Regions from separate parts of the Mus musculus genome. Here all the other regions are linked to region 1. Evidence: chromatin contacts called from public HiChIP or PLAC-seq data. All regions are on one chromosome and are shown on one strand. The core of a region is the stretch at or near the end of the contact, and the rest is flanking DNA. Distances in the headings are between cores, read along the strand shown. Region 1 holds the start of Ipo9 (importin 9). Region 2 has its middle 19 kb from the start of Gm32835. Region 3 has its middle 41 kb from the start of Gm4793. Region 4 holds the start of Rnpep (arginyl aminopeptidase (aminopeptidase B)).

Evidence for each region. HiChIP or PLAC-seq counts read pairs in DNA pulled down with a chosen protein or histone mark.
Region 2: a contact with region 1 is called in an H3K4me3 HiChIP or PLAC-seq map of craniofacial prominence, with 4 times the contacts expected there. The contact joins the enhancer-like site here to the promoter of Ipo9 in region 1. A contact is called at or near these places in 7 of 39 promoter capture datasets (the 3T3-L1 cell line, 3T3-L1-derived adipocytes, the HPC-7 cell line and 4 more), 1 of 15 datasets of contacts at CTCF or cohesin (embryonic stem cells), 5 of 484 Hi-C or Micro-C datasets (cerebellar granule neurons, differentiating embryonic stem cells and embryonic stem cells), 18 of 115 datasets of contacts at active chromatin or transcription factors (bone marrow-derived macrophages, craniofacial prominence, embryonic basal ganglia and 9 more) and 5 of 9 other capture datasets (adipose tissue, embryonic stem cells, liver and 2 more).
Region 3: a contact with region 1 is called in an H3K4me3 HiChIP or PLAC-seq map of bone marrow-derived macrophages, with 2.6 times the contacts expected there. The contact joins the enhancer-like site here to the promoter of Ipo9 in region 1. A contact is called at or near these places in 4 of 39 promoter capture datasets (the 3T3-L1 cell line, cranial neural crest, embryonic stem cells and 1 more), 4 of 115 datasets of contacts at active chromatin or transcription factors (acute myeloid leukemia, bone marrow-derived macrophages, embryonic stem cells and 1 more) and 3 of 9 other capture datasets (adipose tissue, macrophages and pancreatic islet).
Region 4: an H3K27ac HiChIP or PLAC-seq map of embryonic stem cells shows a contact between it and region 1, with 10 read pairs. The contact joins the promoter of Rnpep here to the promoter of Ipo9 in region 1. A contact is called at or near these places in 3 of 39 promoter capture datasets (the 3T3-L1 cell line, the SN4741 cell line and hippocampal neurons), 2 of 484 Hi-C or Micro-C datasets (CD4 T cells and peritoneal macrophages), 7 of 115 datasets of contacts at active chromatin or transcription factors (the SCID.adh cell line, bone marrow-derived macrophages, cardiomyocytes and 3 more) and 3 of 9 other capture datasets (adipose tissue, liver and pancreatic islet).

Annotation. Positions count from the first base shown.
Region 1 is chr1:135,427,456-135,434,926 of GRCm38.p6, forward strand. It overlaps Ipo9 (importin 9), which reads right to left and starts at 3,036. Exons shown (of 24, transcript NM_153774.1): 1 at 2,813-3,036. The coding sequence starts at 2,975. Nav1 (neuron navigator 1) reads right to left here. Exons shown (of 30, transcript NM_173437.2): 30 at 7,125-7,471.
Region 2 is chr1:135,665,545-135,673,015 of GRCm38.p6, forward strand. It overlaps a transcript of Nav1 not described here. Among named protein-coding and RNA genes, the nearest start is that of Gm32835, 19 kb to the right of the region's middle. Within about 2 kb of position 2,972, at least 97 of the 459 cell types and tissues checked have an H3K27ac peak or open chromatin away from gene starts, as enhancers often do. A contact at or near this core is called in adipose tissue, bone marrow-derived macrophages, craniofacial prominence and 2 more, where this site is marked.
Region 3 is chr1:135,635,278-135,642,748 of GRCm38.p6, forward strand. It overlaps a transcript of Nav1 not described here. Among named protein-coding and RNA genes, the nearest start is that of Gm4793, 41 kb to the left of the region's middle. Within about 2 kb of position 4,739, at least 8 of the 459 cell types and tissues checked have an H3K27ac peak or open chromatin away from gene starts, as enhancers often do. A contact at or near this core is called in bone marrow-derived macrophages and embryonic stem cells, where this site is marked.
Region 4 is chr1:135,281,389-135,288,859 of GRCm38.p6, forward strand. Rnpep (arginyl aminopeptidase (aminopeptidase B)) reads right to left here and starts at 2,696. Exons shown (of 11, transcript NM_145417.3): 1 at 2,174-2,696. The coding sequence starts at 2,620. It also overlaps the pseudogene Gm19642.

The sequences.
Region 1 (7,471 bases), core at 1,786-4,285:
AAAGACAGGTCTAAACCTAGTTATTTTTACAAAACTGTCAGCTCTGCTAGCTAGAGAACACAGGACCGCACATGGAAGGTACGCATTCGAGCACTTAGGGTTCTTCTTGAAGCAAAGTAGGGAACTGAAAGAGGAAAGAAGCAAAGCATCAACATGCCAGAAACAAAGAGGTGACATCGGAAAGCAGTCTTACCATAAGCGGAATTAAAACAGTGGAAGAGGAAGGAGAAGGAGGAAGAGGAGGAAGAGGACGAGAAGTAGAAGGAGGAGGAGAAGAAGGAGGAGGAGGAGAAGGAGAAGAAGAAGCAACAGCAGCAGTTGTTGTTGACAGAACATTAAGATTCAGAGTCAATAGACCTTTGGGAATCTACACATCTCTTGTCTGATGCCCATGTTAATGTATGCTTGACATATGTCAGTCTACAAATGAAACAATTACAAGAACATGCTAATAAATAAAAACACTTTTACTTTTACCCTATGTGGGCAGAACTAAATTTTTACAAACTCTGCTAATCGAACTCAAACTCTAATCCTCTTAGGAAAAAGGGGACAATTGTCTGCTGGCTACCACACGACTCCGAGTGACACTCAGTGACAACGAGGCTCTAACTATGCAAAGTCTGCAGGCTCCCCTAGATCCCAGTGCTTAGGGACAGGGCAAGAGCAGGAGCTCAAGAAACATTTTCATTACAGAAACAATTTCCTCACCATCCAGGACTAAGAAGCTCGTGAACTCCCCCTAGGAGACCAGGTGCTGTCATTTCATGTAAAGAAGGGCCACAGCCAAAGAAGCTGTTAGAAGCGAACCTTTAGAAAGTATCTCAGAGTTAGCCAGTATGTAAAATTGGAGATGCTCAGGACCCAATGGGAGAGATTACTGTTAAAGACCCCTCCCGGAAAAGACTCTTAAGGAATGAACCACTATCCTCTAAATAAAAACAGGTATAGAAGGGGACAAGACTATTTTAAAGCCACTGAAGACTATTTTAAAGCCAATATTACTATATTCAACTCCAGACTTGATCCACCTCTGTAACCACATTCTGTACTTGAGTCATATACCTCACTACCAGCCGCCATTCCTGTTACTGTATCAGAGCTTGCCCCTGCCTCTCAGCAGGCCACTCACACATTATCAGTAGGTTATGGGGACAGGAGGGAGAACTGAGGTGGCCTTTATCAATTTACTCATCAGTGATCAGATCGAAATTCTGTACTTTTGATTTCAAGATCCCAAAAGGTAACAAGAGTAGGTGACAAGAACTTCAAAACGATCTCAAGGACGGTATAGGTGGCTGTGCCCTAGATGAGGCCATAGCATCTGGCTATGAGTTGAAGAAGAAATCAGAGTAAGACTAGAACTATTGTACAGTCTAAACATAAGCCGGCCTTTCACAGTTAAGGTGACAGCCATACATTTGGGATTAGCTCAAACACTGGGTATCATTCATGGGAGGTTTAATTAAGGATCGGTTTGCATCAGCCCAGCAACTAAATGCAAGTAACAAGTTAAACTTAGTAAGGTTTCTGCCCATCAGCGTTCTTTCTTTATACCGAGGGAGGCAGAGGCATGAACTGTAAAGTCAAGGAATTTGACCTAGAAACCTCAGGACAAGTTAGTTATGTGCTTCGTTCCAATAGCTTTCTTCCATTCACGGTTCCCTCTCTTAAGAGTCTGGTAATGTTATAAAACTACACCTGGCCTTTCAAAATAGTCTCTAACCTATTAAATCCCAATAGTCCCAACAGAAGGAAACTTGCCTTCAATAGTTGGTCATATTAGAGGATATAAAAACTAAATTCAAGGGAGGTTCCCCCACCACATCCACTTCTTTTCAATAAAAAGTCCTGCAGGAGTATTAACTCAAGGCTTTGAGGGTGGTTGGTCAAATATGGAAACAATCTCCCATATTTCTGAGGAAGCCTAAGTTTAAGGAGCAGTGGAAATATTCCCTTGAGCTTGGGGATTCCGAGGATCTGGAATTCCGAATCAGGTACGTTTCTTACATAAAGACCAAGGAGACTTGACCCTTTTTTCTGTTCTTTGTGAAAACAGGCCCGCTGAAAGCCCACTAAACAGGAAATTAAAAGAAAACGTCAAGCTAATAGTTTCTTCTCTAACACGTTAAAGAACATAACGGGAGGATGAGAACAAAGAATCTAAAACAAAGGAAGATCGGTTCCTGTACATAGAAATGCACAGTAATTTAATAATTGCCATTAAGTCTTTAAAAAACAAAAAACAAACGGGAAGCATGGTCGGAAAGTGAAGCGTCGTATGCATCGGATTGAGTTGATTTCTAGGAAAACGTGATGTGTCTGAACAACCAGCCAGATTTAAAACTCTGATGCTGAAACTTGTTCGATGGTGGCCGCCTCCTTAAGGGCCTTACTTCTGGCTCTTCTCTAGCTCCCTTCCCTGATCCCACTACAACAGAGCTGGTGAAGAAAACGGCAAAAAGACCTTGTCTTGGGCTCAGAGATCATCTAGATTGCGCGACACCGCCAGCACCACGTCGAACTTCATTTCTGTCCTCGGCAGAACCCCGCCACTATCTATCTATCTTTTCAAGTCTTCCCCCACCCCATCCCCGCTAAGGCTCCACCTCCCCCGACCCTTTCCTTTCAGACGCGCCACCCTTCTTCTAGGACTTTCCCAGCCACCAGCGGCACCCCCACCCCCACGTTTCCTAATCCACTCCTGACGCCCACCTCTCCGCTGGCTCAAGATCCCCAAATCCCTACGGTCAGCGGACTGTGCGGCCGGCCCTGGTCCGAACCATCCTCGTGACGGTCCCGCCTCACTCACCCTCTGTCACCTCCAGCACCTTAATCTGCTCCTCTGCAGCCGCCCGCACCTCCTGCACCGGGGACAGGATTCCGGTGAGGGTATCCACCAACGCCTCCTTCAATCCCTGTGCCACTGGACCCGGCAGCCCAGAAGCCGCACCAGCTGCCGCCGCTGCCGCCATCTTTCCTCCCCTCAGCCCGCCAGCCCCGCGGCCGGGACCCGCCACCGAATGACGGCTCCCGCGTACGGCCAATCCGCGAAGCCGCGCCTGCGCACCTAAGTACGCGGGAGCGGGCGGGGGGCGGGGATAGAGCGCAGCCTCGGGAGACAGCGCCTTCTGCTGCCGGAACCGAACCGCGATTCGCGGGCCAGGAAAGCTTTGGGCGTCTATGCACACACAGAATTCTCATAACGGTTTGTAGTCCTGAAGTCGCACGCGCTGTTAGAAAACGCGCTTGGAATAAAGGCGCGTAACCTTTGATGGCAAGGCCCTGATGGCAAGGGAGCAAGAAAGCTAATCCCGAGGGCGTGAGCACAGAAGGCCCTGCACCTTGTCTGCTGTGGATTGTAGTGGGATTGTAGATGCCCTCCCTCGCCTCGCCCATCACCGCTCTCTACCTGCATGATTCTAGGCCCAGATTTAAGATGAGTTAGGACAGAGGTCGGGCCTTAAGGAAGGGGGTCAGAATAGCATCTTTTTAAAACTAACACCCCTCCCCTCAACTAAAAACAGCAGTTATTCAGTTGGCTCCGTTTACAGTTTAGCTTTAGAGATCCTAAGATGCTGGGGAGCGGACAGGGAAAAGGAGACACGCAGAAAAACTGAAGTGAAATTGGCAGTGGGGAGTGGTTGCTTTAGAAAAATCCAGTCTTCTAGCTTTTTAGCTTAGATGAACCCAATGTCAAAAAGGGCTGTCCAGGGGAGACTACCTACAGGCGAAGGAGCATTTTTCTAGAATGATTTTTTTAAAAAAAATATTATCTACCTATTTGTCGTTATCTTGTTTTGAGACAAGGTCATATGTGGCCCAGACTAGCCTCAAACTTGCTCTGTAGCCCACACTGGCCTTGAACTCCCTTATCTTGATCTTTCTGTTTTCACCTCCCCCATTGCAGAGATTGCAGGTATGTGCCACCACACATGGCTCTAGAGTGATTCTATGAGTGTGACTACTATGAGTGAATCCTGCAAATATATAGCATTACTTAATTTTTTAAAAAGTGTTGGGGGAGGCCGGATGAAAGACACCCAAGCACCTGCCGTGGCTACCACTACGATGGATGAATGTGTGATGGGGAGATGGGAAAGATGGGGAGTGTGGTGGAGATGGAGGAGGAAACCAAGCTGAAGGGTTCATATACTGTGGAGAAAGGTGGAACTAGGGACTTGAAGGCAGTGAAGAATAGGGGGATATGAGGAGGCCATGCTGAGGTCCTGGCTCCAGCTGCCCCCAAGGGCCATGTCTGGGTTCCTGGTCCTGCTGCAGCTGGAGTTGCAGTCTGTGTCAATGTCTGGCACCTGAATTAGCATCAAAGGCAAAGTGGATGTCAGTGGTCTGGGCTGCTACCAGAGACCATGTGGATATCTGAGAGGCATGCTGCCAGAGGGAGGGGAGACATGCTAATCTGAATGGCTGCACTTGATACCGTGGGACATCTGGATCCATACTGCTTCGGGGGTCCACCTGTCTGGGTTAGAGGTCCTATGGCAACCAGGTCTGTGTTGATATCCCAGGCTGTTTTACCACCAAAGGCCATGCAGATGTCCCTGGTCAGGACTGCTGCCTGAGGCACTATTCTGAGCTGGCCCTGCCCCTCGCCTGGGCAACATAGTAGAGCTGACCCTGAGGGCAAGGGACTGGGTAAGCTAGCCCTGAGGACATGAACACAGAAGGCCCTGCACCTTGTCTGCTGTGGATTGTGGCCGGCAAGGGAGAGATGCCCTTACCCCACCCGACCCCTCTCTACCTGCAGTAGGTGGGAGAGCTGGCCCTGCCCCTCACCTTAGGAGAGTGGGCCCTGCACCTTGCCTGGGCAGCACAGTAGAGCTGGCCCCAGTGTCGAATGCACCGGTGAGACATCCATGCGGATCTGAGAGAAGAGTTGAGGCCGCCTCTTACTGACTGTGCTGCTGAGCTACTGGAGAGCTTACCCTGGGGGTGCAGGGGCGGGCTGACCAACTCAGCTACCCAGGCCCAGATCCAGGGCTTTGAGTTTGCCTATTCCAACATCTACCCCATCTATGATCTGCTAGAGTATGTAAAGGGGCTGGTCCTGCAGATCCAGAGCTGCAGGATCTCCACGACACAGACCAACAACAGGAGATCTGAGAGGAGTCCCCATGAGGATCCAGGAGTGGTAGTGTAGCAGAACCCAGAGCCCTCGCAACAGACCAAGGACTCTCTGCAAAGAACATTTGCAAGTAAAGATATGTGGACAAAAGGGTGTACTGGGTGACACACTATGACATACTACAGTTCCCACAACTAGATATTTGGGGTTTTCTTTTTTTTGTTTGTTTGTTTTTTGTTTTATTCTATTTTATTGGGGGGGAGGGGTTTGCAAGAGTGGAGGGCAGATATGAAGGGATGGGAAGATGAGTGGAATTGGGGTACATGATGTGAAATTCACAAAGAAATCAATAAAACGTTTTTTTAAAGTGTGTGTGTGTGTGTGTGTGTGTGTGTGTGTGTGTGTGTGTACACGTGTACGCGTGCGCGCCATGCCTTGGGACACCTGTAGAGGTTAGAGGATAACTTAGTGTGGAGTTTATCTTCCGCCCCGTTTATGTCACTCAGGTTGTCAGGTGTGACAAGTACTTCACTGCCCCCTGAGCCATGAGCCATCAAGTTAGCCCAACATCCTTCCCACCACCACTTCAGGGAAGTCACGATGGAAGGGCTGAGGGAGAAAGAGTACTTTAATATGGCTATCCAGGGTGGTCACAGGAAATGGCCACAACCTAAAGCCTCCACCCAACAGAGCAAGTGGAGGAGATTGGAGCAAGGGATTAAACTGCAGGCCACACTCGGTGGCAGGAGGGATGGAGTGACTTATGCTGTTGGCACTTGGAGCAGGTGTTTCTTGGTAAGCTGCTAAGATTTAGTGCCTTAGATGCGAATATTTTCTAGGAACATTTCTCTTATTCACCAGCTAGCAGTTTCAAAAGACAGCTCAAGACTGGTTGCTAAACTGATAATGACTGCAGCTTAAGTGGCCTAATCTGAAAATTCTTTGAAAAGAACATTCTTGAGGAGTGCTCTAAACCCATCTGTTACCTCCTGGTTGTCAAAGAGGGCCAAGGTGGCCTGTGTCACCATGGTGCTTTCAGAGGAAAGAGAGTGCCTCTTGATTCTGCAGCTCCATAGTGGGGAACAGTAAGGCTTATTTTCTTCTGTGTTACAGTGGCCAGGAGAAACTGAACTCCATTAAAATAGCTGTCCTTGGAGGCAAGTTTGTTTTGCTTCCAAAAGAAAATGTGTTTCTCAACCTTCCTAATGCTGTGACCCTTTAATAGTTACTTTGTGATCCCCAACTATAATATTTTTGTTGCTCCTTCATAACTGTAATTCCATTACTGTTATGAATTGTAATGTAAATATCTGATATGCAGGACATCAGACCCTTGTGAAAGAGTCATTCAACCCCCAAAGGGGTCTCGGCCCACAGATTGAGGATCGTTGGTCTAGAGGCTAGATTGAGAACTCAAGACCTTCCCCCACCCCCACCCCAAGCCTGGAAGCCTTGCTTTCTGGTAAGGGAAGCTGTCATAGTTAGCTTAAGCTATTAACTTGACACAAACTAGAATTACCTGTGAAGAAAGAACCTCATCTGAAGAATTAACTGCATCAGGTTGGCCTGTAGCCAAGTTTGGGAACCATTTCTTAATTGCTAATTGACATAGTGGAAGCCAGCCCACTGTAGTTAGTTCCATCCCCAGGCAGGTGGGCCTAGGCTAAGACCAAAGGGAGCAATCCAGTAAGCAGCACTCTTAAGTGGCTGTGGGTCCAAGCCTCTTCCTAGAGTTCCTGGCCTTGGCTTCCCTTTATAATGGACTATAACCTGTAAGATGAAATAAAAACCCTCCCCACATTGCTTTTGCTCATATAATCTGCAGCTGAAATAATGCAGGACAGAACTGTCCACAGTGTACAAAGTAGGGTTCTCTCCTGCCCACAAAACAGAAGTAAAGACTCCTGCTTATTAGCATTTGGTTGGGGTAATTTAAAAGCAGGTGGGGTTTGCTTCTGAGTTAGGCAAAGGACCACGAGCTATTTGTCATAGCATACCAAGCATTAAGATAGATGGACACAGAAACCAAGCAGAGAGAAACCAGAGGACAATACAGGAGATAACTTTATTGAAACGCAAATGGCAGCAAACAGATGAAATCTGCTGGATGGAGACATGCCTGGTCGGCAGAGGACCCAGGGAAGGGTAGCCTCAGTGGCGATGGAGGAAGGCCATTTCAGCTGGCCAAGGCATGGATTTCATTTTCAACCAATTTTTTTTCATTTAAAATGAATTACTGAGGGGACAGCCCAGCTCTCTTCGTGATTGTTACCGCAACTATATACAACAATTTGCTTTCCAGATTCAGTTCTGCCTTTTCTACATCAGGTATAAAAGGGGACAGACTGGAATGGTGAGGGTCAAATGAGAAGAAAATAAGACAAA
Region 2 (7,471 bases), core at 1,722-4,221, 240 kb after region 1:
GGCAATTCTTTCCCACAGAGAGGGTTCAGTTCCTGCAGTGATCTGCTTGGAACCTCTCTGCCCTTCAAAAGAGGGGCTCTTCTGTTCCCTTGTGATCTGGTGAATGCTGTGTCCTTGGGAGAGCAGTGGGCCGGGCCCTGTGCCCGCCGCTGGCAGCCGCCTGCACACAGCACAAGGGAAACGTTGTGTGCCTCCGGAGCCTGGCGTGTGAACTGCCGAGTGCAGGGGGTAGTGGGGGTGGGGTTCTCCTTTGACAGTGGTGGAAACTGAGGCATGGGGAGAGAGCCAACAGAAATGAGGGCTCTAGCTCCCTAGCTTGGGACATGTTACTAAGAGCTAGCATTTAAAAAGTCCTGAGTGCCTTACATAGTACTGGATAGTATTAGGGTTTGATTTGAAATGTCCCTACTCCAGGCTTAGCAGGCAGTCACCTCACATTGCTGTTGCCACAGGCATACGCCATTCACACCAGCGCGTCTTCCCCCATCATGATGGTCTGTATGGTCTCAAACTGTGATAAAACAACATCCACCCCCCACCCCCCACCCCCGCCAACCCAACCCATTAAGTTACTTTTTGTTAGGTATTTGGTCCTAGCAACAAGGAAAAATAACCTGCACAAATAGCAATGCCCATGTGCTTACCAAGAGCTTAGTATGTGAGTCATTTTACATGGCATTTTTCTTTTAATATGTATGTTTATTCCTGACACTAGAATAGGGACCGTCAGTTTTCCTGTTTGGTAGAATGGTAAATCCCAAAGATGTTCATTCATTTTTTAATTTTTTTTTTTTTTTTTTGGTTTTTTGAGACAGGGTTTCTCTGTGTAGCCTCTGTGTAGCTCTGTGTTCCTGGTTGTCCTGGAACTCTCTCTATAGACCAGGCTGGCCTGGAACTCAGAAATCTGCCTGCCTCTGCCTCCCAATTGCTGGGATTAAAGGCGTGTACCACCACTGCCCGGCAAGACCTTCATTCTTTATTGTTCAAACCCATGTGTGTCACCAAAAATGACAAAAGGGCCTTTACAGCTGTGAGAAGCCCTCCGACGACGGGGAGCAGATCTTAGACTGTCCAGGTGAACACCAACACATCACACACGTCCTGACAAACCAGAGCCTCTGCCTGCTGCAGCCAGAGGGATGGCAGCTCAGGGGCTGTCTGGTTCTTACTGACTCTGAAGGACATGGATGGATGGAACTATGGCCTGTGGAAGCCAACAGGGGCATTGAACAGATAGATTCTCCTGATTCTACAGATATCTTCAATTTTGTCTTATTTCCTTTTTCACTGCTGGGGCTGGAGCCCAAGTCTTTATGCACACTAGGCAAGTGCAATATACACCATTGAACTATCTCTTGGCTTTATTCAGTGGCATCCTTTGGACTTCTGATGCACTGGGCTATACGAGAACAATTCCTGCCCTTTAAGCAACACCTTGTGGTCCTCTTTTATAGCAGAAGGGAAAGCACTCGCCTCCTGTCTTATAAGTGAGGGCGAGGAGGATGAGAAAGGTCCAAGCAGAACTGCTAAGGGGGAGGGGCTCACCTTGAGCCAGCCCTCTCACAACGAGGACGGACCCCAACAGACCCCAACGAGCTTTTCTGTAGTATAGCCCAGCCTGGGAAAAGTTGCTGAAACTGAGCCAGAGGACCATCCCCTGAGACTCCTACTCTAACATTGATGGGGTGGTGGTACCCTAAGTCTCTGCTGCAAGTCCTGCAGGACCCCTTTACACCTGAGGTAATGAGGAACCCAGAGTCTAGAATCGGATGTAGGAGATCTGTCACCATCTGATGTGGCCACCTAGGGACTCTGTATCGGATACCCTCAGATCCTCTATCTACAAAACAAGAACACCAGCTCCTGTCTCAGTGGACGGTGGTGAGGGTGGGATGAGGTCGTATTTGGAGAGCTACGGAAGGCAGATACTGTGACCGTGAAGAGCAGAGCTTTGCTGACAGACAAGTCCCGGGGGACCTGATTGTTTTCAGTGCCATAAATGTCACACTGTAGGCTTGCTAAGCATGGATGTACCCTCAGTCTCTCCTGTCAGTTCTTAATTAGTCTATCGCTCCCCACCTCACTCCTCCCTGAGGACTTCACTAACAAGACCAGGACAGCTTAATCAGGGCCCTGGTCACCCCGAAATCTAACCATCATCTATCCTTGTAAGACTTGTTTGCCAAGCTCCCTTACAAGACCTCACTGGCCCCGGGCCTCACCCTGAGCTGCGAATAGTCTCACTTTTCTAAAGAGGAAAATGATACTCAGACAATTTTTTCTTTTTCTTTTTGTTTTTCGAGATAGGGTTTCTCTGTATAGCCCTGGCTGTCCTGGAACTCACTTTGTAGACCAGGCTGGCCTCGAACTCAGAAATCTGCCTGCCTCTGCCTCCCGAGTGCTGGGATTAAAGGCGTGCACCACCACGCCCGGCTTCAGACAAGATTTTGAGCCACCTTCACCATCATCTGGGACCTGGACCAAGGTGCTGACCTCAGAACCCACCCCCTTCCCAGTGCTTTGATGATATGACAAACAGTAGACGCAGACCCCTCTCACACACACTTCTGCCCTGAATCTGCTCACTTCCATTGCTCCCAGGCTGGGAAACACACACACACACACACACACACACACACACACACACACACACACACACCACACCACACAAACCCTGGGAACCCCATCCCAACTGAAACAGAAGGAGAAAGTCACCTGCTTTCCACATACCCCCTTAAATGGCCTGTTTGTAAGACCACGCCCTCAGCTGTGCTCAGCAGAACCTGGGGACCTCTGAGAACATGGCATAGAGAGAGTGCCCAGTCAGGAGCTCTCCAGTCCTATCCAGCTGAGAGACAGCTGTGCCCCAGGCCAGGGACCACTGTGCAGCCACACCTGGCTGGCTAACTCCAGACAGCCCAGGCCTTAGGCAGCCCAGCTGCTGAGGAGTGGCCTTGAATGGGGAGTGAGTCACGGGGCCTGGAATCCCAAGTCTTCCAGGACTTCACTCCTCCCCAGCCCACTCCACATCTGCCCTCCAGATGTCTGCACTTGAGAAACACCCTCTGTCTACAAGGACCCAAGTTCTGGAACACACTTAGCAAAACACCTTGAGAGCTACCAGGTACCTTCATAAGCAAGGGGCTGCTCGATGAGTCTCAGATTTCATTGGTTATACTCAGTGCGGACCCTTTTTTTCCACATTGAACATCTTATGCCCGAGCTGTACTTACTGACTAAGACATAAGAGGCTGATAGGGGAAGCACAGCCCCTAGCTGCAGAGAACTCCCAATCTGGGCATCAAGATATGGAGATCCTGAGACAAGCCAGGGACACCGCCCTAGACCTTAAGTCAACCCACTGTTGAAGAGGCAGGGCTTTGCCTGAGGTGGGTAGGGAGGACCATCTCTTTCCCTGGGGAGCTTCCGGAGTCTAGAAATAAAGGACCCAGAAGAAAAGCCCAAAAATGAAAACAGAAGAAAGAGAAATAAGTCAGTTCGTATATAATGCCCACTCTAATGCCAGTGTCAGACACATCCAGTCTTAGCAAGCACTGGAAGGTCTCGTTCACAGTCACGGCCAGTAAGCAGCAGACCCTGGATGCAAAGTCAGATGGGACCACACCCTGCCTCTGGGTGGCCCCGTGTATGACTGCAGCAGATTCATCTCTTCCTGTGTTATCATCCTGACTAGGAACCAGCTCATCTTCCTGTTCATATCCTCTAATATTAAATATCGCTGCATCTAGGACGGCCTCCCTGACCATATTACACTGGAACCAGATGGTCTGCTAACCCTGTCTGGGTAAAGTCAGGAGGAGGCTCTCAGAAGGACTCTCGTCTTTCTGCTAGAGGAGCCCTCACGGTGCAGAGGCAAGCTGTGGTCCAGGCTTTGCAGTTCGGTGGTCTCTGGGGGAGAAGGCTCGGGATGAAAGGACTCCAGCTTGGCCCCAGACCAGACTCTAGGTAGTTGTGTAGGATTCTTGGAAAGAGCAAGTACAGAGGCACACAATTTGGAAGCCTATGGAATGCTGGATTCATTTGCCCCGCCTCCCCTGCCCCCAGCCCACTGCCTACTCTGGGGCTCCGAGGATAGGAAGCAACTTGGTCTGTCCATCACTGTTCAGAGCCCTGGGAGACCCAGCTTATGGCATAGAGCCAAAGACCCCAGTGGACCATATGAAGACCACGGTGAGTGCTTAGCAGTACCTCCACTCCCAAAGAGAGGGTCTGCAGAGAGGGAAAGAGAAAGGCAGCTACACAGCCCCAGAGATGGGTTTATAGACACAGCGGCATCCTCCTATGGCATCAGCAGCTTGAGACTTGAAGAGCTAGGTGACAGGGTCTCACTAAATCATTGCCTCTCCAGGCACGCTACGGCCAAGGGCTCTGGCAGGGAACCAGGGTCCTAGGCTTATCCCAGTTCCTCCTGTACTTCCTCCAGTTACTGCAGATGCACGAGTTCTGTTGGTCATCAGCCAAGGAAGCCCAAGGCTAAGGCAAATGGTAGTTTGGGGCGGGTTATATCCATCTACAGTGGGCAAGTTAGCAGAGCCACACAGGAGGGTTGTGCTGATAGGGGAGGGAAAGCTGGCTCTGGCTGCGGGTCCCAGTAACCGCAAGAAAAGAAGACTCCAGAGACAGCCAGACTAGACAACATTGACGGTTTGTTTTTGCCAACCAACACCATCTAAGTCTGTTTGAAATCACCCAACATACTTGATAGTCCAGGAGAATAAAGAGAAAAACTGAGGTTGTTTGTTTGTTTGTTTGTTTTTGTGGGACAGGGGTAGTTCTATAGATAGAGCCTATGCCAAGAATCAAAGTCTTAAACACCATTGAGGGTAACAGACCCAGCTCTGCTCTCTAGGCCGTTAAAGTCCTCTGCTCGCCTAGTTTTCCCATACAGTGCAGGGCTGCCCCACCCGAGGCTCTCACCCACCCCCGTCTTTCATCTAGTGTAGAGTTGAGTGGGTAAGCCTCGCTGCTTTTCCCAGCCCAAATGACGCAGGGGCCAGCTGGCTGCTGCAGAGGAGGGCGTGGGAATCCTGTGGGTTGTGCTGGGCAACTGCGCCCTCTAGTGGTAGCCACAGAACGATGCACAGACACGCAGACAAAGGGTGAACCAGATTTCCTATCTCCTTTTGCACCATCTCTTCCCAAGGCCTCTATGATACAGTCGGCGCCAGATGACTTAGGCCCTGCTCAAAAGGAAGTGGAAGAACAGCTTGTGGTCCTTGACAACTTCTAAACCAAACCCTTGGAGGAGAGAGGAGGCCAGTGCTTCTGCACTCTGGCCACACCTTCTGTGAAAGCCTTCATCCGGCTACAGCATACTCTCATGTCTCTCAAAACTCTTTCAGCCTCTCCTGTCTGAGATGCTACCCCTGCCAGAGGAAAATCCTAAGCCTCCATCCCATGCAGAGACTTGAAAGCCACAGTGTGGGCTTCTCAGGGGACAGGGATCTGCTTCTGGTCACCCCAAAGGGGAACTTCAAGCATTCCCTAAGGAAGCACTCATTCACTGAGAACCCATCTTATGCCACAACATCTGCAGCCACAGTCTCTCAGCAGGCCCAAAGGGAACCAGAGTCAAACCCCAGTTTACAGAGTGGAGGGTCGGGTCTCAGAAGGTCAAGTGTCTTGTCCGTGAGCGACTATTTGTCAATAATCTCTGGTTTCTGCAAGCCAGGTGCTAAGCTAAGTGTGTTATTACACAGACTCTGTTATACAGATGTCCCCATAAGCTAGGCTGTCCGGTGAGCTAGGTTAGAGTTAGCTCCCTGTTACAGATGAAGGTTCAGAGACAGGAACAGGCACATGGCACATGGTATATTCTAAGTCACAAACAAAGTCAGACACAAAAACACACACCTAGGAAGTATCAGAAGCATAGAAACACAATTCTATTTCCCCCTTACTCTGATACTGGCTTTATGTTGTTATTATTATATTTTATTTTTATGTATGTGTATGCATATGATATATGAGTGTAAGCCCTGTGCATGGCCAGAAGAGGGCGCTGGATCCCCTAGAGCTGGAGTTACAGGCAGTTGTGAGCCACCTAAGGTGGGTGCTGGGAGGCAAACAAGAACTTTGGGAGGAGTAGCAGGAACTCCTAACCATTGAGCCATCCATCCAGACCTCTTTACTGGTGCTGTTTGCTTTGTTTTTCATCTGCTTTTTTTTGGAACCCTAGGTTGCCTCCTTTCTGCCCCTTTGAATGCCTCACATAAGGCTCCATTGCCACCACAGCACAGCACAAAGACGGTATCTCAGGAGCCACACGGCATAGCACAGAGACAGCATTTTGGATACCATATATAGCACAGCACAACACAGCGACCACATCTCAGGTGCCACACAGCACAGCACAGAGACAGCATCTCTTCTTCAGCTTCCGAGGCATCCTCTGTCTTTTTACAAGAGCCATAGAAATGACCTTGGTGTCCCCTTCCTTCTTCCCTTCATCTTTTAATTCCTGCCGAAGCAAAGTCATGCCTGCCTTTTTTCTCAACATGATTACAGTAAAGGGACTGGATTGCAGCCAGCGGTTTCCTGGGCAATGGCCTGTTCTTCCCAGTGTAAGGGGTGTGAGCAAGTGGGCCACGGTGAACTCATGTAGAAACTGGGACGATGAAGAGATATCTGCTGGCAAGTCACCGCCAGCAGAGGACGGTGCTCGGGGAGAAGATGCAGTCAGTGTGGGCTCCCCATGGAGGGCAGACAACCTAAAAGCAAGCCTTAACCATCTCCCAGGGTTGCCTCTGTGTTTGGGCACATGGACACTAGGACGGGGACTATAGGATATGTTCAGGGGCTATGCTAAGGGACGCTGGATGAGCACACATGCCAAGCTTTTGTTTTTCTTCCTGAACCACTGTGCACTATTTTATAAAACAGGAAACTGGGCTGAAATTTGCCCAGGCTCCTCAGAGGCCCTGGGATCCTGACTGGATTCTAATCACAAACCACCCTGGTTGGAAGGATGGGGGGTGGAAATATTGCATTTCAACATCACTGTTGGTGCCGTGGGAATGCAGAGGAATCTGAACTTGATACCAGGACTTTCTAGGGCTTTCTTACAGAAACAGCAACCCATCTGTGTGTCGGCCACTAAGGGGGCCTGCGGTCTGGCAGCATCACAGAGGGCTGGAGAGCCAGGAGTAGGAGCTGAGAGTCACTGGGTGACTCTGATGCCCTCTGCACTAGAAAGGAGCCCACAGCCCTGAGCTCTCATGGTGATAATTGCCACCACAGAGCTGTCCACCAGGCCTCTGGCTCTTCCGAGAAGATAGATGCTTTTCCGGGGCTTCTTGATGCTTGGCCTGGCCTTGGAGTGTGGTCACCCCATTCCCATGTTGTCTACACAGGCAATGGAGGGTGTCCTCTCCTCTAGCTAGGCAGGGGCAAAGGCCCCTGAGGTCCATCAGGGGTCTCTGGAGGGATAAGGACTGCTCTGTAGACCCAG
Region 3 (7,471 bases), core at 3,489-5,988, 210 kb after region 1:
AATGGGCTGGAAGGCTTGCATCACGATGACTGCACAGTTGGCCTTGCTACAGAACCACCGGAATTACCCGGCCTCTGCCAGTAGCCATTCACTGGTCTCAGGGTACCCTAAAAGAAATCCCTGTCAGCACAGACCAATGGGTGGCTCTGAGGCACCCTTCCTGCAGCTTCCTGCAGTCCCTGAGCAGGAGCTTTCTGCTGTATCTTTCTAGCAGCCACCTCTTCCTCTCTCTTTTTCTACAGTCATTCTGAAACTCCAAGCCTGCGTGGGCCAGAAGCCTATGATACGGACAAGGCAGGCAGAAGTGAGCCTCTGCAAGCTTGAGACACTGCCGTGGCCGTGGTGTGGGGCTGAGCACAGCCTGGACCCAAAATGGCTCTTTGAGGCACACATGTGGTGGAGAAACAATTCCTTCCCATAGTCAGACTTCTTAGCTCTTTGCTCTTGTCAGGCTGTTCTCTGTATAGCAGCGTACCAAAGATCTCTCCCCTCTTCCCATCTGTACTGATGTGTTTCCCCCATCCCTGAACCCCCAGGACCTGAAGTCAGACTCTCAACACCTGCTCTTAATTCATCAGCATCCTGGCGAGCCTCCCATGGCCCCAGCCCATCATCATCATCATCTCTGCAGCTGCAGCCGGACAGAAGCAGCAGGGATAGTTTTGGGAGGAGGTGTAGCTCGGGGTTGAGGGAGGAGCCGGCACTAAGACCACTGGGGAGCCTCAATCTTGAGGGGTGCAAAATGTGTACTTAAGCATATGTTAAACAGCTCTCTCCTCATTCTATCAGTAGAGTTAATAGCAAGGAGATGCACCAGTGACCACAAATCTGGTGCAGGTCCAGGGCATAGAAGCTGGGAGAACTGAGCAAAAGAATAGAAAAACAACCAGGTCCCCGACATTTGGATAAACTCTGGGTTCTGGATCTGGTGCCTCTGACTCATCTGTCGTCTAGCCGCTGCCCCAGGGCCTAACTAATTGGAGGAAAGTTAAATAGAGCCAAAGAAAACAAGGGAGATATTACAGAGCCCCAGGTTTCTGGGCTTACAGGGGAGAGAGAGCAGATGTCTTAATTTATGAGCCTGCATTAGTCTACCCCAGGGGAGAGGAAGACGCAGGCCTGGAGTGGGTTGGAGTCTGAGGGCTAAAGTGTCCCCTCTCTTACTGAAGGGCCGTGAGACTGACGGATGGATGGGCCTACAGCTGGAGTCAGGTTGGGCCTGGGGAGGGCATTCATCATGGAGAGCCTCATAAAGCCAAAGGACAGGGGGCTGCGACTGAAGGCTGCTTTTCCCACCAGAGTCTTGGTTACGACCCAAGGTCCAGGGACATTGATGGCAAGGTTAGGGGGCATCTTTGATGATAAGGACAACCTCCCTTGAGGCGCCTAGAGATCAGGGAGAGAGAGAGAAAAGATGTAACTGAGAATGACAGCGTCTGAGTCACAGGAGAGGGACACTAAATGTATTCCAATCGTCCCTCGTCTGACAGTGGAGCCTGAACCAGAGGGACAAGGGCTGACTCCTCATCCAGGTGGCCCTTCAGCAATGTGTCCCCATTTTGCTGACTGAGCCATGAGACCTGTGTTTTCCTCAGCTTCCCTGCAAGATACATCTGGTTATCTCTTCCTCCATCTTCTACCCTCCATCCTCCATCTCCATCCTCCATCTCCATCCTCCATCTCCATCCTCCTCCATCCTCTTCCATCCTCCTTTCTAATCGCTCTTAGCTATCTGACTTTGAGCACAGCCTCCCAGGTCTTTCATTCACAGCTGATACGCTCGCTAACCACTCCTCTTTCCACTGTCTCATAGGAGGAGCAGGAGACATGCTGGTGTTGGCTGTGGGGCACTAGGGAAATGATTCTCACCCACTACCAAGAGGAACAGTAAAGCTGAGAGCTGTCCAGAACTTGCTCTTTGGTCTTTTGTCCCACCACTTCCCAGTCGGCCCTGCACTTTTTCAGAGTGGGGCCCACAGGCTTTTCCCTCAAACTTGGTTGAGGCTCACATCTGCCGTAGCTGCCCCTTAGATTGGCCAACAGTAAATGAGAGGATGGCAGTGAGACGGGGATTGCTCAGTAGAGCACTGGGGGCCCGCACCACAGGAGAGTTAGTGTCCCCCATTAGGTGCCTCAGGAGACCTGCCTTGTGAGAGGACAATGGGCACTGAGAGGAGAGGTAGAGGAGGCCCACACAACCATTTCCTCGCTGCTTGGTTTGCCCGAGAACCCAGAGCTCTGCTTAGATTGTCCCAGAAGCTGAGTGGTAATGCCCCATCTAAAAGCTGGTGATTTTGACATCTAGGGCTAAACAGAGACTTGTGAGCAGGAAGTGAGTTAGCTCTCTTGCCACTTTCCCATGCTGTCATTCCCAGCTTGGAACTGTGTCTCTTCCTTCCCCTGCCTGGTGACTCAGCTTTCTTATCTTCCCAGACCCCTCATGTGGTCCAGGGAAAATGCCACCGTGAAGAGGCAGATGCTCCTGGGAGGGAGAAGTAGGAGGAAGAGATTAATGGGCCAAAAAGAGATGTTGAACCTAGGGTGGGGTCCAGGCTCCCACTCAGAGAGCCAGCTAGGCTCCGGGCAAAGCTGCAGAGATTTGCATACATCTGCATACATTTGTATATGCTTGTTTTCTCTGAGTGCCGGCCTAGTTCCCTATGGTTTCCCATTCCCTCTTCTACATCAGGCCTGTTCAGCCAGGCAGGACCAGTACCTCACCAGGAGCCCCCAAGAGGCCACTCCACTGCAACGGAGCTAAGGTGGGCCTGATGCAGACAGACACCTTGTGCATATATACATAGGGTATGTTTCCTCCTGGGTCCTGGACTAAGAGGTTCTTGTTGGATCACCCTGTCACTTGAGGCTAAACAATGACAAAAACTACCTTCCTTCTCTGTCTTTTATTTTTTTCCAGGTGCCTACATTATCTAAGAAGAAGCAGCAAATTAGAAGGCAGGGATGGAAAAAAAAGCCTTACAGGGTTTTTTACTTTTTTTTTCTTTTTTCCTTTTTGGTTTTCGAGACAGAGTTTCTCTGTACAGCCCTGGCTGTCCTGGAACTAACTCTGTAGACCAGGCTGGCCTCGAACTGAGAGATCTATTTGCCTCTGCCTCCCAAGTGTTGGAATTAAAGGCGTGCGCCACCACTGCACAGCTGGGTTTTGACTCTTACACACTTGTTATACAGCATGGCAAAAGCACGGGGCTGGAGCAGTCATTCATCCAGATAGTAGGGTCAGCTTTGTGATGGACACCATTGTCAGGGCTAGCTGGGAATTCTGCAGGGAACAGAGTGGTCTCCCCATCCTCCATCTCATAAAACTGACTGCCGCTAGCACGCAGAGAGGCATGAAGGAAAAAGATAGGTAGCTGGGTAGATGGTGCCACTGGTCCAGGACAATAAAGCCAGAGAAAGACAGAAGGAGAAGCGGGGGATGGAGGGTGGGCATGAGGAAGACAAGACACTATGGTCATCAGTGGTCCAGACATTGAATCAGAGCTGCAGCAGGCCCACCTAAAGTCCATCACAACCCCACCCTGCTTCACTCTCTGGTGCTCGAAAAGGAGGCCTGGATGGTTCAGCATTAGGTGTGGCTGGCCCAGCTCAATGACCTGTGACTACATAGTCTGACCCTTGCTGTAGCATAGACATAAGCTTCATCCAAGCAAATACTGATTTCTCCTTCCTTTAGAGGGTGCCAAGGACCAGGAAAAGGGAGACTGACTGTTTGGAACTTTGGGGAAGATGGAAATGTTTTATATCATGATTAAAATTAAACAACTGAATAATTTTGTTAAAAGCACGTTGAATTTCATTATACCTCAAAAAGGCTGCCAAAATTTCTAAAAAAATAAAAATAAAATGGAAGGCAGGAGAGAGTGGGATGGAGAGAAGGGTGAGTGTGGGTGATCAGAGGAGCCTGGATGCATTTCCTGTTCATACTGTCCTTGTAACCAGCATGGTGCCGGGTGCTTCCTAACCACACCTCCTCCACCTCACTCTCTGAACCTGTGAAATGGAAATAACATTGTCTTCTCTCCAGGGTGCTTGGGAGGGTCAAGCCACATAGCCTCTATTTGGGGTCCACTCCATAATGCCTGCTCAGATAACAGCAATGACCTTTTTGCTCACCTGTTGCTAGGTAGGCATTGTTGTAAGTGCTATACTAGGTCCATTATCCCCATTTCATGGATGAGAAAATTGAGGCACAGATGCCAAATTTTCTTCCCCTTTCCCTTTGGATAAAATAGAAAACTTCAATCTTTTTCTGTGTTTTGCTGTGATCCCACTGAACATAAATGGGCCATTATTATCATCCTTTGAACTACAAAGAATCCACAGGTAAATAAACTAAAGAAATGCTGAGGTTAACTAGGTCTCTCCCTCTCTCTCTCTCTCTCTCTCTCTCTCTCTCTTTCTCTCTCCTCTCTCTCTCTTAATTGAGATACACTTGAATGTAATATACTTTTTCCTTTTTTTTTTTTTTTTGGTTTTTCGAGACAGGGTTTCTCTGTGTAGCCCTGGCTATCCTGGAACTCACTTTGTAGACCAGGCTGGCCTCGAACTCAGAAATCGGCCTGCCTCTGCCTCCCAAGTGCTGGGATTAAAGGCGTGCGCCACCATGCCCGGCCTACTTTTTCCTTTAAACACATAATTTGTCAGTTTCTAGTGGGATCACAAAATTGTGCAATCATACTGCTTGCCTAATTCCAAAACAGCCACGTGTTCCCCTAAGAAGCCTACACCCAGCAGGCATCATCCTCTCCTCTAGTTGGAGACACTCATTTATTTTCTGTCTCAATGGATCTATCCATTCTGAAAATAAGCAGGCTCCCACAGCACGTGGCCTTGCGGGTCTGGCTTATGCCATGTGTGTGATGGTTTCAAGGCTCATGCCTGTTGTAGCACATGTTGATACTATGTTTACTTTTATGAATGAAGACTGTGCCACTGTGTTGTACACTGCTTGCTTTTTGCATCATTGTGGCCACAGGGGCCCAAGACAGAAGCAACCTAAGGGAAGAGAGGATTTCTTTTGCTTCATAGTTTCAAAGCATCTCACTTTATCATGATGGAGAAGGCACAGTGCGGGTGCATGGGGACAGGAGTGAGAGGTGGAGATGTCTCTCGTGGCACGGACCAGGAAGCAGAAATAGGAGGCAGAACCAGGAACCTATACAGGTTCACAGTTAGATTCCCACTTCTGCCCCTTAAGCCTTACTTCCTACAGGCCCAATTGCCTTTAAGGTGGAGACCAGGCACTTAAAACATGAACCTGGGCTGGAGAGATGGCTCAGTGGTTAGGAACACCAGTTTCTCTACCAGAGGTCCTGAGTTCAATTCCCAGCAACCACATAGTGGCTCACAACCAACTGTAATGGGATTTGATGCCCTCTTCTGGGGTGTCTGAAGACAGCGACAGTGTCTTACATAAAATATGTCTTTACATAAAATAAATAAATCTTTAAAAAACACACAAAAAAGCATGAACCTGTGGGGGAACATACCAGACTCGGATCATAACATATGACATATTACAGCTTATCTATTGATCATTCATTATATAATGTTGTGTCTGGCCAGACACAACAATATAATATCTACATTTTGAATTGTTGGTGCTATGAACACCTGTGAAGTTTTTGTTTAGCCATGGGTTTTCAACAGTCTTGTTGTCAGAAATCAAATGCGGAATGAGGGGTTGAGGAGATGGCTGGGCAGTTCAGAGCACTTGCTGCTCTTGCGAGGAATCTAGGTTCAGTTCCCAGCACCCACACCAGGCTGCTCACAACCACCTATAGCCCAGCTTCAGGGGGTCTGATGCCCTCCTTTTGTCTCCATGGACACCCACATGGCATACATTCACCCAGACAAATAACACATAAATAAAAACAAATATTTGAAAAATTGTCAAGTCAAATGGTATTTCTGTTTTAAGATGTGACAAAATATTTCCCAAAGCTACTATCTTGCTATGCACTCCCATCAGTAATGCACAGGGGTTCTGATTCCTCTACATTTTGCCAACTGTTCTTTTTTAAAAGATATATTTATTTTCAATTTGTGTACGAAACCTTTCGTGCATGTGAGCGTAGGTGCCCTCTGAGGTCAAAGTATCCCCCTGGACTCCCTGGAGCTGGCGACTCCTGACATAAATGCAAGGAACTGAACTCTCACCCCCTGCAAGAGCAGGACACACTCTTAGCTACCAAGCCCTGTCTCCAGGTCCCTGGCCAGTGTTTATTGTCTATCTTTTTGACAATAGCCATTGCCATGGGGGATGGGTGTTCTGCCATGTTTTGATTTATATCTCCCCAATGACTCCTGCATTTAGCATCTTCCCTGTGCTTATCTGCCATCTGTGTGTCTTCTTTAGAGACATGCCTCTTCAAATATCTTGCTCATTTTATTTTTTAAATTATTTTTGGGATAGTAGAGATGGAACCCAGAACCTAAGATACCAAGCAAGTGCTTTAGTAGCAGGCAACATCCCAGACTCTCCCTCATTTGTAAATACAAGCCACGAAGAAAGACCTCACCAACCCTGGCATTTTGTTCTTGGATATCCAGACCCCAGAATCTCGAGACAAAAAGATTTTGGCACTTTGATATGGCAGCTTAAGGAGACTAACATAAACAGCGTCACATGCGTTCAGATTGTATGCAGCCACTAATACCATCTGTCTTCAGAACTCTTTCAACTTGCAAAACAAACTGTGCATCCATTAAAAACAAAAAAACAAAAAAACAATTCTCTTTGGGGCTGGAGAGTCTGCTCTTTCCAAGGACCTAAGTTCTTCCCGGCACCCGGCACCCACATGGCAGCCACAAACATTTGTAACTCCAAACCCAGGGGCATCTGACATCTTCTGTCCTCTCTGGGACCAGGAGCACACACATTGTACATGCAGTCAAAATACTCATACATGTAAAACAAACAAACAAGCAAACAAAACCCCAACTCTTCATTTCCCTTCCTCCAAGCCCCTTGAAACTATTTTTTTTGAGGCATAAAAATTTAATTTATCACTGGAAAGAGAAGCCCATTGGACACGCAAACTTTATATGCCCCAGTACAGGGGAACGCCAGGGCCAAAAAGGGGGAGTGGGTGGGTAGGGGAGTGGGTGGGTATGGGGGACTTTTGGTATAGCATTGAAAATGTAAATGAGCTAAATACCTAATAAAAAATGGAAAAAAATTTTAATTTATACATAAATGATTCTTTGGATACACAAGGTATCAAATTGAAGCAGTAGTTTAACAAGAAAATAAATCCACAGAAAGAATTATTCAATCAATAGTAATATTTAAGACCAGAATTTCAGTGACCTATGTACAAAGAATGAGAAAATATTGTAAAATTAACAGCACGTTGTTGAACCAATCCCAAGTCATTTCTTCGGCAGTGTGAATGGCCCCACATTACTGTCAGTCAGTGTTGGAGGAAAGTGTGTCACTGTGGGTGTG
Region 4 (7,471 bases), core at 1,446-3,945, 150 kb before region 1:
AACAAACAAAACAAAACAAAAAAAAAAAACAAGGAAAGCCTGACAAACTCAAAGATGGGCAGTTACACAGCTAGCTACAATATGCTGCTTTGCCTGGGCTCATGAATCAGGAAAGGAAGTAGGTAAAAAAACTAAGATGCCGCTAAAGCCTGTGGAGCCTTGTTAGCCTGACAGCTGGTGTGTGCCAGCGCTGACCGACCAGATGCTAATAGGGAAATGGAAATCGTGGAAGATGCGTGAGGAGCTGTGCCCAGTTATGCCGTTAATCTGTCTTTGGTTGTTATTTTGAATTTGTAGTCCTCCTGCCTCAGCTTCCTGAGTACTGGGACTTCGGGCAATGTGCCACCATGCCTAGCTGGTATCGGGCGTTTATAGAGAGAGAAAGTTCACCAAATTTTGTCAAGTATTTAGACAAGTGCCTTGTACATCTTAGGAAACCCTGTACATTATCCCTCCGCCATCTTTGTTTACGGTGTTTTGTTTGTTTTTGCTTCGTTTGTTCTTAAATGATGTGAAGGAAACAGAACGGGGAAACGAGGAAACCTGGGCACTACCGCCCATGTGAATTCTGGGAGAAGGCGCTGCAGTGCTTGAGGGAGCGCGCTCATCAGAATGGTTGCAAAATCGGGAAAAGAATGCATGCCAATGTCCTCAGTGAAGACCTCCGTAGTCCAAAGGGCAACCCTTTGGAAAGCAGAGAGAGGCCTCAGCCATGATGTTTTGAAGGACAATAATTGATTCTGCTCTATAACTTAAAGATAGTGGAAGAGCCGGGCGGTGGTGGCGCACGTCTTTAATCCCAGCTCTTGGGAGGCAGAGGCAGGCGAATTTCTGAGCTCGAGGCCAGCCTGGTCTACAAAGTGAGTTCCAGGACAGCCAGGGCTATACAGAGAAACCCTGTCTCAAACAAACAAACAAAAGATAGTGGAAGGATAATGAGCAGGGTTTCCTAAGATGTGCAAGGCACTTGTCTAAATGTTTGACAACATCCGGTGAACGTCTAAACCTAGGCACCTGATACGGGCCAGGCATGATGGCACACTGCCAGGAGTCCCAGCACCCAGGAAGCTGAGGCAGGAGGATTACAAACTCAAAATAGATTCTGTTGTTAACTTTGACAACTTTAGAGTATGCAAATTTAGGGAGGGTTTAATTTTCCAATCCTGTTTAATTTCTAGCTCCCACTGAAAATTAGGACTCAAAATATAGCAGAGGAACCAAAGATATTTCCCAATGTCCAGCTTCCGCCCAGGCACCGACGGGAACTTGGCTTTGCTTTTGGTGCTAGGTTAAACCATGGTGCTTTCAGTTTCCCAACAAGTTCTATCGCAAGGCTCGCTTATTCCTCCAATCAAAGGAGGAAGTCAAGTGCTCTTTGGGTCAGTAAAGGGGAACTGTTAGCTGGATAAGCAAGCTCCAATAGTCTGCCAACAGCTTTGGTGAACCTTGTAACCCAGCCTAAGGCTGTCACTCTTACAAATGTCCGCTATGAATAGTTACCTAAACTTCCAATATTCATCCAACTCTGAAAACCTTAAGACTTAAGAGCCAACCGTTATTGAGAAGGCTGAATTATTATAAAGTCTAGAGTACTCTAATTACACATTCCCATTTTTGCTCGGATTCTTTTAAGTCAATAGCAGGATTTCAAAGGAGGAAGTAAAAATGCTTCTCGGGCTGTTTTAACCTGTGCAACCAAAAGGGCTTGCTAGCACATGAAAGGACCCTGTCAGCATCCAGCTAATTAACCAACACTGTCCAGGCTCCAGCAAGGAGAATTATAAAACAAAACAAAAAGCAAAGTTTGCGAAGCAAGTTTCTCATCCTGAAAAGACAGAGGCTAGCGGACAAGTCGGTCCAGCACGTGTGTGTCAGAGGTGAGGCAGGGCAATCTAAGGCAAATAATCCCGACAGAGACCAGGAAGGCAGGAAGGAAGGACGGGTAGGAGGAACAAAGCACCGGCTGGAGAGGTTCGAGCCCAGGAATGGGGAGCACGGGGCAGGAATCCAAAGCCGGCTTCTGGGGAAGAGAGTAGGGGCACGGGGATCTCCCGCGGAAGCTGCGGAAGCAGAGCCAGATTTCCTGCTCTCCATCTCTGGGCTGCTTAGGAGCAGCAGGCTGGCCAAGGGGGCTGAGAGAGGCCGGTGGCCCGGGCGCCCCGCGCGCACTCACCCCGGGTCCCTCCCCGACGCGGTAGGTGAGCTCCAGCTCGAAGCGATCGGCGGCACCGCAGGGCTGCCGGAAGGCCACGCACAGGGCCTGGCCATAGTGCGAGAAGGGCTGTGTGTGGAAAGGCACGGGCTCTGCCGGCGCCTGCTGGTCTCCCGGCTGTCCCCGTCGCAGCGTCGCCGCCGTCACCTCCAAGCAGCTGTGCGAGTCGAGCCGCAGCTCCGAGGCGCCCTCGGGAAGCAAACAACGCAGCTCCAGCGTCGCCGTGCCGCTCAATCCGCGGCTTCCCGGACCCGGGCCCGGAGGCCCGAACTCGGCCCGCAGGTCCAGGTGCAGGTGCAGGATCTCGAAGGCGCGGAAGCTGGAGGCCGAGGCCACGTCCACGGCTTGGGCCGAGTGCAGTGGCCGCCGGGCGGCCGCGCTGTAGTTGCCTGGTCCGCCGCTCTCCATGGCTCCTGAGCGGTTGCTCACCCGCCAGGAAGGTCGGTCGCTCCTCGGGTCTTGGCAGGCTCCGCCTCGAGGCGACGCGCCACCATGCGCCCCGCCCTCCGAGGAATTCGGGCGGCCACAGCCCCTAACCCCCTGGGGCTGTCCCCTCCCTTGTGGCACACAACCCCTCTTCCTGCTTCACACAGGTTCCTGTGCTACCCTGAGACCGAAGTAGGTGGTGTGGTGGGTCACCCTAGTTCCAGGTCACCCTTGAGGATTCCCCATCTTCTAAGCAGTCTGCAAGATGCAGGGGACCAGAACCTGGATTGAAAGGCTCTGGGTTTGAAATTTCACTCACTCTCTCCACTAGGCCAGTCATTAGGACATGTGTGACATCTTGAATGAATTGTAAAACAGGAGTTGTAATGCTGTTCTTCCGTCAAGGAAGATGTCTAGCGTGCTTAGTAAATAGCCACACACACACACACACACACACACACACACACACACACACACAAACCCCCGCAACCCCAGGCACACAGATCTTTAACGCTTTTGTGTCAGGACCAGAGACGTTTTGTGGTTGTTATATATCTATATGTTCCCACTCAACTTAAATTTAGTTGTTTCTATTTTTAATTTTTTCTTTTGAAAAAATATGGATGGGTGTTCTGCCCGCACGTATGCCTAGTGCCTGCAGATAGAGTCGGACCCCCTGGAACTGGAGTTACAGACCTTGTAAGTTGTCATTGGATGCTGGGAACCAAACCAGGTCCTCTACAAGAGCAGCCAAGGACTCTCAACCGCTGGGCCATCTCTCTACCCTCAAGTTAGATTTTTAAATGAGTTCATTAAGACTAGTTAAACTCCCTAGCTATTGAAATCATGCAACTTTAAAAAAAATTATTGTGTTACTATGTAGCCCAAGGTAGTCTCAAAATAGCCATCCTACATCAGCTTGAGGAGTTATGGGATTACACCCTTCCTAGATAATATTTGTTTATCAATGCTGGAGATCAAATGTAGGGCCTTAAGTACCCTAAACAAGCACTCTGCCTTTGAGCTACACCCTCATCCCTGCACGCATGGAAATGCTTAGTCGCCCATTGCATGTTCTTTGTATTTTCCTTGTGTGGCTCAGTTTGAGCTGGACACAGCGCTACATTTTGTTTCTCTTCTGTGACAGTGCCTTGCAGAGGCAACAAATGAAGAGATTAAGTGTAGCCATTTCCTAGGGATTGAAACTTTTCAGTCTTTTTTTTTTTTTTTTTTTTTTTTTTTTTGGTTTGTGGAGACAGGGTTTCTCTGTATAGCCCTGGCTGTCCTGGAACTCACTTTGTAGACCAGGCTGGCCTGGAACTCAGAAATTTGCCTGCCTCTGCCTCCCGAGTGCTAGGATTAAAGGTGTATGCCACCACACCCGGCACTTTTCAGTCTTAAAGAAGAAAGAAGGTCATACAATTTAGGTAGCTCAGAATGTGACAAGGTTCTCGAGGTTATAGAAATAGGGACTATGGGCTGGAGAGGTGGCTCAGTGGTTAAGAGCACTGACTGCTCTTCCAGAGGTCCTGAGTTCAATTCCCAGCAACCACATGGTGACTCACAACCATCAGTAATGGGATCCGATGCCCTCTTCTGGTGTGTCTGAAGACAGCTACAGTGTACTCATATAAATAAAATATATAAATCTTTAAAAAAAAAAAGAAAAGAAAGGAAAGGAAAAGAAATAGGGACCATGCAGGGACAGAGGACACTCTTTTTTTGTGGAGCTTTGGGTATGTTTCTTCAGTAGTCCAGAGTACCCCTAGCCATAGTGAACAGATATTTGTTCATGTCTTTGGAGGAGGAAAACAACAATTAAAGGTATATATCTCTATTATCTATCCAAAGACAAAACTTCCCCCAGGAACTGGTATAGAACCTAGAGACTCACATATGCTAGGCAAATGATTTACCACGGAACTATACCCCAGACCCCCACCCCCTTCTCATAAGACAAGGTCTCACTAATGCAGCCCTGGCTGGCCTAGACCTGCAGCCTCAGCCTCAGAGATCTATTTACCTCTGCCTCCTGACTGATGTGATTAAAGTCTTAACTCACCATGCATGAATCTGGGTTTTTCTTTTCTCCTTAACTTAATGCAGAAAAAAAATCATAGAAGCAGGGACATTCTAGTGACAACAGAGCACCTGTATTGGTAAAGTGTTACCTGCTATGTTAGCTCACCAAGAAGCTGGCACTTGAAACTTGACCCCTCCACTTCAACCCCAAATTTGTTTAAAATGTCCTCCAAATTGCCCCTGTCCTGGGTCAGTATGCCACTGTTCCCTCTTCACCCCCTTCCCCACTATGTAAAAGGGAGAAGAGGAAAACAGCAAGCTGCTAAGGTTATTAAAAACACCGAGTCCCTGAACAGCTTGAAGTTACTTCCAACAGAAATGACTGTTGCTTATTCCATGGGATAAAAGTTCCTGTGATGGGGAGGGGCAGCTTATCCAGGAAAAGCTGCTAGGCTGGGAATTCCAGAGTTCCCCAGTCAGTTCCTGCTGGATGTCGCTAAGGCCTGATTTGATGTTATCTTGGCTTTCTAACTCCACTGCTCCTGTCACCTCTGCTGGGTTTGATCTGATGATAATTTGCTGTGTGTCTGCTGTCTGTCTGCTCCTGTCTATCTGCTACTTGCTATTGGTTCTTTTACTTTGCTTGCTACATGCCTAATAAACTCATTCATCTGAAACTGAGAGCATGCACACATGATTCTCCAGCCTGCATAGAACACCCACCTAGACTTTGGATTCTGTATTTATTCTCCAATAAAAGGCACTAGTGCTTATTTATTTGTTTATTATTTAATTTTGGATTTCTTGAGACAGGGTTCCTCTGTATAGCCCTGGTTGTCCTGGAACTCACTTTGTAGACCAGGCTGGCCTCGAACTCAGAAATCTGCCTGCCTCTGCCTCCCCAGTGCTGGGATTAAAGGCGTGTACTACCTCTACCTGGCACTAGTGGTTTTTAAAGCAGACACTGATTGTGGGGGGAGAGATTTGATCTCTAGATGAAACTGGCTGTGGATGAGACGTTCCCCGAGGGCGCGGGGGCCCTATATAGACCTGGATGAGGCTGGAGATAGCACTGGTCTCTTGATGGACTTGGCAGCCAATGAAAAGGCAGTTCCTGCAGACATTTTTAATGATTTTGAAAATCTCTTTGATGATGATGATGATGTCCAGTGAGGCCACCTGGTCCTATATGCTCCATGTCTGTGATGTGCCTGGAGTCTCTTGAGATAGGATCAGCTGATTGTAGACACCATGTGAATATTACTAGAAATCAGGACCTAACCGACCAATAGGGGGATTGCCTGAACCAACTAGGTACTGAGTGATGTCTTTGGGCATGCCAGCCTGTGTCCTTGTTTAAATAAATAAAGAGCAGTATAACAGGAAAAAAAAAAAAAAGATCTTGTTGAGCCAAGTGTGGTGGTAGTACACACCTTTAATCTCAGCACTTAGGAGGCAGAGGCAGGCAGATTTCTGAATTTGAGACAAGTCTCATAATGTAGAGATACACAGAGAAACCCTATCTTAAAACAAAACAAAGCAAAACAAGCAGAAAGAAGTGGTGTTGAGAGGAGGCAAGAGCCAGCCAGCACCGAGAACTGCCAAGCCTGACAAGCTAACTTTGATCCCAGGGACTCACCTGGGAGCAGAAGAGAGCTGCCTCTCCCACATTGACCTCTGACCTCTGACCTCTACACCTACCCACTCCCATACCCACCCAGAAATAAATCTAGTAATGTTTTAAAAAGAGTCAACCGGAAGAAGTCCCCCAGCAGCCAAGGTTAGAACAACCTGCACAAATAAATAATGAGAGTATTGGATCATAATCCCCAGGGGAAATAAACACCCATGAGCTTGTACACAGCAAAAATGAGAAAGCAAATTGGAAGCAATTCTTTCTTTTCCATTTTTATTTTATGTGCATTGGTGTCTTGCCTGCATGTATGTCTGTGAGGGCAGCGTCAGATCTTGGAGTTGCAGCTATGAGCTGCCATGTGTGTTGAATGAAGCCTGTTCCTCCAACATAGCTGTAGCCATTTTGTGTCACGCCCACCAGCCACCCCACATTGCTGACACAAAGGCAGGTTGACTGTAGATGCAGAAAAATAATTTGGCTCAGAGCAAGGTCGAGCTGGCCGTATATTCTGAGGCTTGTTGTTGTTGTTGTTGTTGCTGCTGCTGCTGCTGCTGCTGTTGTTGTTGCTGTTGTTGTTTATTAGAAAGTCCCCACCTGTAGCCTTCACTTAGAGCCAAGCAAGATAGAGAGGGCATCTTGAACTGTTATGTCTAAACTAAAGAAATTTGGAAAAAGGTCAACCACCCTACAGCCCTCCCAGCACATGCTTTTGAGTTCATTATGTTATTTTTGCCAATATAAACTGATCCTGGAAAACATTCATCTCAGTGCCTCCTTCCTAGTACATCTCAGTCGTGAGCACATACCAAATTCAAGAAGAGTTGTCCTGTGAAAACCAATTACTATTCTTCAAAACATAAAGGGTGGGGCAGGAGAGGTGGTTCACTGCTCAAGAGCTCTCGTTGGACTTGAAGAGGACCTGGGTCCAGTTCCCAACACAGAAATGGTAACTTCTATGGTGGCACATGCCTTTAATCCCTGCACTTGGGAGGCAGAGGCAGGCAGATTTCTGAGTTTGAGGCCAGCCTGGTCTACAAAGTGAGTTCCAGGACAGCCAGGGCTACACAGAGAAACCCTGTCTCAAAAAGAACCCCCCCCCCAAAAAAAGAAGTGGTAACTTCCTAACCATCTGTAACTACAGTTCCAGAGAATCTAATGCCCTCTTCTGATCCCAG